Linked DNA regions of Rattus norvegicus: region 2 is linked to region 1. The links are chromatin contacts, called in public Hi-C maps. All regions are on one chromosome and are shown on one strand. Each heading gives the region's core, a stretch centred on a gene start, on an enhancer-like site or on the middle of the called end of the contact. The rest is flanking DNA. Distances are from core to core; before and after follow the strand shown. Region 1 holds the start of Ust (uronyl-2-sulfotransferase). Region 2 has its middle 34 kb from the start of Rnu6-884.

Region 1 (4,066 bases), core at 223-2,722:
CCCAGCTAAATGGTCTTTTTTGCTAATTGCAGGGAAACCATGAAGAAATCTGGCCAGTGCCAGATTTGCAGTGGTTAATATATCTGTCTTGTTCACCATCCTACCTTCTTATGTCACTAAATGTCATGTTTGTTGGCGACTTAACGCGCAGCTGGAAAAGAAAAACCTTATTGAGGAACTGTCTCCAACAGATTGGTCTTTGCTCATACCCGGGGAGCATTTTCGTGATTGCTAGTTGATGTAGGAAGGCCAGCCCACAGCTGGCTGAACTATTCCTAAGCAGGTGGGCCTGGGATGTGTAAGAAAGACAGCAGTAAGGTGAACCTGGAAGCCGCGGGTAAGCACATTACTCCATAGTTTCTGCTCCAGTTCCTGCTTGTAGGTTCCTCCTGCCTCGGCTTCCTTCCATAATGGACTGTAACTGGTTAGCCAAACAAATCCTTTTCTTCTCCATGTTATTTTGGGCCAATGGTGTTTATTAAAGTCACAGAAAAACAATCTAGGACACTGGAAACACAATGTAACTCTCTGGCCATATTACTTCTGTAGCTGGTGATTAGTAAAATACAAAACAAAAAACGACTAAGTGTGCCTGATAGAGCAGCACTGTCAAGTATCACCAGTTCCGTTCTCCATAGGTGTCTGAGAAGCTTAAGTTCTAGAAACTTCCTAGCGGTGGGAAGAGAGATAGTGAAACAGGTACCTGAGTGCACAGAGCATCCACTTTTTCTATCTGCTATAAGGACTTCCTGGAGTCAGCTTAGTACCCCTGTTTCCAGTGGAGTGCTTGTAGGACCAGGGAGGGCAAGAAAAAAGCGCCCTCTGATTCTCAGCCAGGGGCGTGCAGGCGCTACCCGCCTGGCCCTGACCGGCGTGTTTCATTAAAAAACCTACCTATTGCCTTTTTATCGTCCGGGCTAGGTGTTGAACCCATATCCCAGCACACTGTATCGGCCTTTGGTAGATGGGTCGCTTGGGATATAGAAAGAGAATCAAGTTCTCAAAATGAAAAGACAAACGTAGTCAAATCCTCCAACTCGGCGACTGTTTATGAGAGCGAAGTCAGCGGGGCCCCAAGAGGTCGCTGGTAGCGCAGGAACCGAGACCGGATTGTAGAGAACGGAGGGGGAGGCGGGGGTGGGGGAGACGACAAACCACACACCCAGAAACTTTCTTCCTTGTTGCTGATCCTCGGCCCCCTCCTCCCTCCCTGCCCGCCCCAGCAGAAGCCGTAACGTGACACCGAGTCCAGCGTCGAGACCCGGGGTGGAGAGGGAGGGGAGTGTGGGGAGGGAGGAGAGCCGGCCGCCTTGAGCCGGAGAGAAAGAGGAGAGGAGGAGAGGCGAGGAGGGAAGGGAAGGGAAGCCCCTGTCAAGGAGGTGGAGCGAGAGGGTGGTGTCCGCCTCCTGATCCTCCCTGCCTTGAGCTAGCCGAGCCTGATCCGGGACCAAACACGCCGCCCGCGACCCACACAAAGCCCGGGGGGTCCACGCTGGCGCTGGAGGCGAGCCGGGAGCGAGCCCGGGGCGCGGCGGGACTTGGGGCGCAGGGCTGCCACGGGACACGGGGCTGCTAGTGGGACGCGCGACCGGGCGTGGGTTGCAATCGCTACCCTCTACGGCGGGGCCCGGAACATCTTGGGCCCTTTGGGGCCGCAGCGAGCGGTGGGGACCAAGATGAGCAGAGTACCCTGAGCCCGGCAACTTCGGCCCCTCCCCGCCCCCACTCGGCTGCCCACAGTGCGTCCCTCTCCATGTGCAGACGGCCGGCCAGGCGCTCCGGCTGGCGGCGGATGGGTGACCTCTTCCTGGCCCGGGCGGGCTGTGCGAGGCGGCGGAGCGGGCGATGAAGAAGAAGCAGCAGCAGCATCCCGGCGGCGGCGCGGATCCCTGGCCCCATGGGGCCCCTGTGGGGGGCGCCCCTCCGTGCCTGGGCAGCTGCAAGCGCCGGATCCCGCTGCTGCCTTTCCTGCGCTTCTCCCTCCGGGACTACGGTTTCTGCATGGCTACGCTGCTGGTCTTCTGCCTGGGCTCCCTTTTCTACCAGCTCAGCGGGGGACCCCCTCGTTTTCTACTCGACCTGCGGCAGTATTTGGGTAAGAAAGGACTGCGCCGGACCCCGCAAAGTTGGGCACCCGGGGAAAGGATGATAAGTGGGGAAATCTCTAAAGCTGTCACGGCCACCACGGTCCCTGAGACTCCCCAGGTGGGATGCCAACCAGCGTCCATCCCTGCGTGCGGCAGCTGGGAGCGCCTGCTCCCTACTGCACTCCAGGCAGTCCGCAGGCGCCGCGGGGCGCCGGGCAGGTGTCCCAAGTCCTGAGGTCTCGTACCCGTCCCCATATCGCCACTCCAACTGGGGCAGAGTAGACAGGAGCATGTTTATGAGTGTTTGTGTGTACTCTGGCCTGGCGGTGCGTGGACAGTCTCTGTGATGTGGTTAAAGACTTACGATCCTGTCCCGTCTGGCTTTCTGAGTTGTGTGGGTTGGTTTAGCCCCGTTTCCCAGTCACTTTTAGCTATTCTATCCGGTGGGTTCCCCTTTTGTGAGTTGGCCCAGGTGATTCCATCCTTAGGTTGGTTTGTTCCTTGGCAGCACCTGCGCACCCCGCGGACTGCAGCGAGAGTGCAGGAGAAATTGGTGCTGTCTTTAGGTGCCAGTCAGCTGTGTCGCCTTCTGTGACCTGTCGAACTTCCACCATGTATGTGTCTCAGGTCAACTTTTTTTCTTCTTGGTTCGTGGCTGAATAAGGAAGAGGTCGGAACCCAAGAAAACAGATTTCAGTGAGGTGTTACCTCCCTCCTCTCTCATCCATGATTCTGAGTGCCAAGGTTTGGCCTGCACTCGCCCAGGTCCCTGGGATGATGCTGGCTCATAAGCCTTGGCTAAGGGAGGATGTAAATACCTTGACTTCTGTGGCCAGAAGAGGTCGTGCAGAGGTTGTCTCTGAGGTGGTAAATCTGAGTGGAAGAAGCTACAGTGGCCATCTGCAGGCCCAGAGTCAGTTCAGGTTCATCAAAGTGCTGGGACAAGAATGGGCCAAACTGGCGACTCACAGTTACCTCAAAGGTCCCTTTCCTCACAGAAGCCACACATCTAGTAACAGCAGGCCTGTTTGGAAGGAAAAGAACCAAGAAAGCCACAAAAAACCACACCAATAAAGTGTTTGGGAGTGGTGTAAGCTGATAAAATCGTATTGCTTCCTCGGACAGAAGCTGGGATTTTTTTTTTTTTTAAAGTTAAAATTTCATTTCAGGTAAAACATTGGGGGCACTGTGATTTCACAGGAACCTCTGTGGAAGATTAAAGAGAAAATATTGCCTTTGTCAGATTTCTGAAGCGTAATTCTCAGCATCCGGCTTTATGGTTTTAGGTTAATAGCCCTTTTTATTGGTGAGAGTAACCTCTTCATTCTCTGTTCTACGTTTTGGAACCTTGAACCTTCCTTCCTGCTTTCAGACGCCCGCTCTTGCTCTTGGTCATTTCATCTTCACTATCAGGAACTAGTGTCCACTCCTGTTGGTCAGCACTGAAGCTCAGGGCTACTCTTCCATAGAATCTGTTGTGCACCACCCACCACCAAAAGCTCTTTTAAGTTAAGTGTGGCGGTCCAGGGTGCAGAGCTTCCTCCTATGTTGTATGGGGCTGGAAGGCCCCATGTTTTCCCAGGAGTGCTTTGCTTTGAGCACGGTTGCTCAAACTTAACAGCTTTGGCTCTTCTCTGTGTAATTAGGGTTTGAACCTTTTCCCCTCAAACCTGAACCCAGCTCTTACAGTTTTGCGGTTCTGTTACCCTTTGTGTGAAAAAGGAAACCCAGGCCTGGGTGAGGAGCCAGGGCGTTTGAAAGGTAGCATCAGGAAAGTTTGGTGTGTATGGTAGTCACCTGTTCATTCTCTGCTTTATTAGGTGAGACCTAATAAAGTATGTTCTTAACTATATCAGCCCAAGCAAGCTATTTTTAGACTTGCTGGCCAACCATTCTTCTCTACATTTTGTATTTTAGAGCATAACCACACAGGATAGATTGTGAGTTAAAAATCCTATTTTTTTTCTCAAATGTAAAAA
Region 2 (4,037 bases), core at 1,420-3,919, 130 kb before region 1:
TGAAACGAAATCTCTCTGATGCAAGACTTTGCTATTTCCCCAAGGGTTGACAGCTAGACATGTAAGAGTCTATTGCGATGGTCAGTCACATAGCAGATAACTTCCACGGGACAGAAAAGTGGTCTTGGGGGCACTTCAGCGAGACTTACGTGCCCTCCGGGACCTGACCTCAGATACTGCATACGGCCACGCACACTGCATTCAATCTACTGCTTCGGCAGCCTTGGTCCAGTCTGAGAGGGGTTGGCCGAGGGAGTGAGGTTTACTGGGGAGTGGAGATGGAGGCCACAGGATGCTCTTAAAAGATAAAGCAGAAAATGCGTGAAGAGAATGAGGAAGAGGAAAGCAGAAGAACCAGGAAATCCATCCAAACCAACAAGGGAACGGGACAGAAGCTGTGGCAGGCCTAGAAGAAAGCCAGCTTCGATTGTCTGGGGAGAACGCATGGCAGAGTGTTTGGATCACAGTCTTTAGAAAACAATTAAAATCATGAAGAGAATAAGATGCTAGAGGGAGGGTGTCTCAGTGGTTAGGGGCATAGACGGCTCTTGCAGGAGACCCAAGTTGAATTTCCTAATAATTAAAAATTGAGTTCCCTCCATAATTAAAAAATAATAAATTTTCAAAAATAAAATAAAACAATGGACAAAAGGCCATCTGCTGCTTTAGCCTGTAAAAGCGGAGGAGACAGAGAGATGGCTCTGTTGCTAAAGTGCTTATGGTCCACGCATGAGGACCTGAGTTTGAATTCCCAGCACATATGCACAAATCCTGGGGAAACTGGACTCGTGGATCCCTGGAGCCTGCTTGCTGGTCACTGAGCCAAAGCCATGAACTCCAGGTACAATGAAAGACCCTGTCTCCAAAACCAAGGAGGAGAGTAACAGGGGAAGCATTCAGTGTCAACAGCGGGTCTCCACACACATGTACATACACCACACACATCAATGACCTCAGCTGATATGTGAGCGATATAAGATAAAAGAAGCCTGTACTCTCTAGGAAACCGTAAAGAGAAAAAACCAGCAGTCACATGTTCGTTAAAATAAGCCATTTTAGAAGAAAACAATGGTAACAGATGACTTCAAATTTGCAAAGAATATCGATTAGGCAGAAACAGTAATGTTGATGCCAGCATCAATGTAGCTAAAACAGAAAATGTCGGGCTGGCGAGAGAGGAAGCAAAGGCAGGGTGCAGACTAACTCTGTTAGTTAGGCAGAGCACTAACTCCTTATCTATAAAAGCAAAACTCAGAATCAGGGTCAAGTGGAGACAGCTTACATCATGACACTACTTGGAAATGGAGAGGTTAATGTCATAAAGCAGATAAAGACTTGGATGTGGCCATCCCAGAGGAGCCTATGGGGGAGGCAGGGGACAACTGTCCATTGTTATCTGTCTTTGTCAGATAAAAAAAGTAACATAAACAATACTTACAAAAGTGGCTGACCATCTTACAGCATCTCAGGTTTCCGTAACGTGTCTTATTAAATTTCAAACGGCAATCCTTAGGTTTCCATGTATATTTAGAGAATTAACAAATTTTTACTCAAAATTTAAAAACTTTTACCATGCTGCATAGAGTCAGTTACTGAAATTTAAAAAAGATTCAAAGCATAAACAAAGAAATGACCTTCCAAGCTATCATTTACAAATAATATTCACTCCTCTCAGAAAGGGCTTCTACCCCTGAGTGGCAGTTTCCCCTCTTTCTGCTCTTTGTATTTTGGGGTACCCTCCCTAAAATCTTCTTCAAGATCTCCCTTGAGATTTTAGTGTGTGTGTTTTTACGTGTGTGTGGCTGCATACACACACACACACACACACACACACACACACACACACACACACACAGAGTTAGTGGACAACTTTGTGGAGTCAGTTTCTCTCCTTTCATCTTTTTGTGGGTTCTGGGGGAGTCTAACTCAGGTCGGCATGCCTGTGAGGCAAGCACCAGCACCCTTACCCACTGAGCCACACCACCTGCTTAAAATGTAATGCCTGTCTTTGGTTTAATTTCTTACAGTTAGGAGAGAGCTTTCAGCTATACTTCATGAATGATGCTTTAAACTTCTGCCCTATATACTGGTGTCATGCTTTGGGGACAAGGTCTATATTCCACTGGTATTTTGATCCCACCAATGTGTTTTTTAAAACAAGGTATTTCTTCATTGGAAGCAAAAAAAATGGAAATGAACGCTGATCTGAGCAGTGTCTTTGCTGCCCCCTACAGACTGGCACTGGAACTACATGTCCCTTTTGTAGTTTGTTCGGCTTTTTTTGTTGTTGTTGTTGTTGTTTTTGTTTTTGTTTTTGTTTTGTTTTTGAGGCAGAGCTTCACTATGCAGCCCAGCCTGGGTTTGTACTTCAAATCCTTCTGTCTCCACTTCCCAAGTACCACGATGGTAGGCATCCACCCCTTTATTGTTTATACGCCACTGCGTTTTATACTCTTTCTTTAACTGCTGAGTTATCGTAAGCAGTCAGATATCCTTGTCAGTGTTTATGGTGGTAGATGGCTACCTACGATGTAATGCATGGACTTTTAGAAAGTCATTACTTGGATCTTTAGGGCGCTTACTAATCCAGCCGGGAAGCCAGGAGCTCCTGGGGAATATCTAAAACAGCAAGGAAGTGCTCTGGTCAATAGAGGGCTCTCTTTCATGAGGAATTCAGTCAGCTTTTGAGAGGTAAAGAATGATGCACTCCAGCCGCAGGCAGGCCTCTGCTCTGTGCTGTCCTGTTAGGCAAAACGGCCTGCAATGAAAACTGGCTCTATGAGGATGAGTACAGTGCAGTGTCCTCAAATGGACGCAAGTTTGCATCAAAATTTAAGGCGGAATGGAAGAACTCAAGGAAATGCCCTACATCTAAACCCTGCATTTTCTGTAGAGACCCCGGCACATCATTCACAGAAGTGCTGCTCTTTGAGGATCTGCCCTATATATAATCCCTAGTGGACTATGCATGACAATTCACTAGAATAAAAGGCAAAAAGACTTTGGAGCATATCTAACCTTTATATGAAATACAATTTAATCACTGCATGCTATATATATTTATATGTACATGCATATACTTATACATAAATATATATATAGTGGTGATTTGAATATGTTTGACCCATGGGAAGTGGTACTATTAGGAGGTATGGCCTTTTTGGAGGTATACCCTTGTTAGAGGAAGTGTATCACTGTTGGGGTGATTTTGAAGTCTCCTCCTATGCTCAAGGTCCATCCAGTATAGATGATAGCCTTCTCCTGGCTGCTTGCAGAAGTGGGTCTCCTGCTGCTGCCTTTGGATCAAGCTATAGAACTCTCAGCAGTTGTGCTTCTGACCATGATGACAATGGACTGAACCTCTGACACTGTAAGCCAGTCCCAATTAAATGTTTTCTTGATTAGAGTTGCCTTGGTCATGGTGTCTCTTCACAGCAATAAAAAACCTTAACTAAGACACACACACACACACACACACACACACACACACACACACACACTCAATATGGCTGGTGTCCATTGCCTTCTATCACTGAGAAAAATGTTCTGTAACATGACAATCAGGACAAAGGGTGACAAAAACCTACTTGTGCTCTATGAAGAATTTCCCAGGGGTTTCTATTTTCATGGTAACTAAGTGCTTTTTGAATTATATTACAGAATCTCCCAGAAACAGTCCTCACAGAACAGACAAGGGAACATCAATAACACAAGCCCACCCACACACCATCAATAGAGGCAGGATGACCTCAGAATGACTTCCTCACCAATAACATTAAGGTGAATATCAGTGGTCCTCTAATTATGTCTTCTAAGAAGGTGGTTCTAAAAAACTAAAAATGATCTGGAAGAGACTCAAAACAGAGATCCTCACACATTCTCTCAGACAATAAAACTTCACTGGACTCTGGACATGGAACAAAGGACATGCACTTTACAGAGGGAAAGACAATTTCGACTTCGGCACCCGAAGGATGAAAAGAGATCTTTCTAATCAGAATAATAAAAGGATGCATCTCAGTGAGTGTCTCTCCATA

The links. A called contact is a pair of places that touch in the nucleus more often than the background predicts.
Region 2: a contact with region 1 is called in a Hi-C map of Schwann cells, with 8 times the contacts expected there. The contact joins the enhancer-like site here to the promoter of Ust in region 1. A contact is called at or near these places in 6 of 12 Hi-C or Micro-C datasets (the A7r5 cell line, the Rat2 cell line, Schwann cells and 3 more).

The regions. Positions count from the first base shown.
Region 1 is chr1:4,779,762-4,783,827 of GRCr8, reverse strand. Ust (uronyl-2-sulfotransferase) reads left to right here and starts at 1,472. Exons shown (of 8, transcript NM_001108458.1): 1 at 1,472-2,095. The coding sequence starts at 1,846.
Region 2 is chr1:4,908,328-4,912,364 of GRCr8, reverse strand. No RefSeq gene overlaps it. Among named protein-coding and RNA genes, the nearest start is that of Rnu6-884, 34 kb to the right of the region's middle. Within about 2 kb of position 2,669, at least 21 of the 93 cell types and tissues checked have an H3K27ac peak or open chromatin away from gene starts, as enhancers often do. A contact at or near this core is called in Schwann cells, where this site is marked.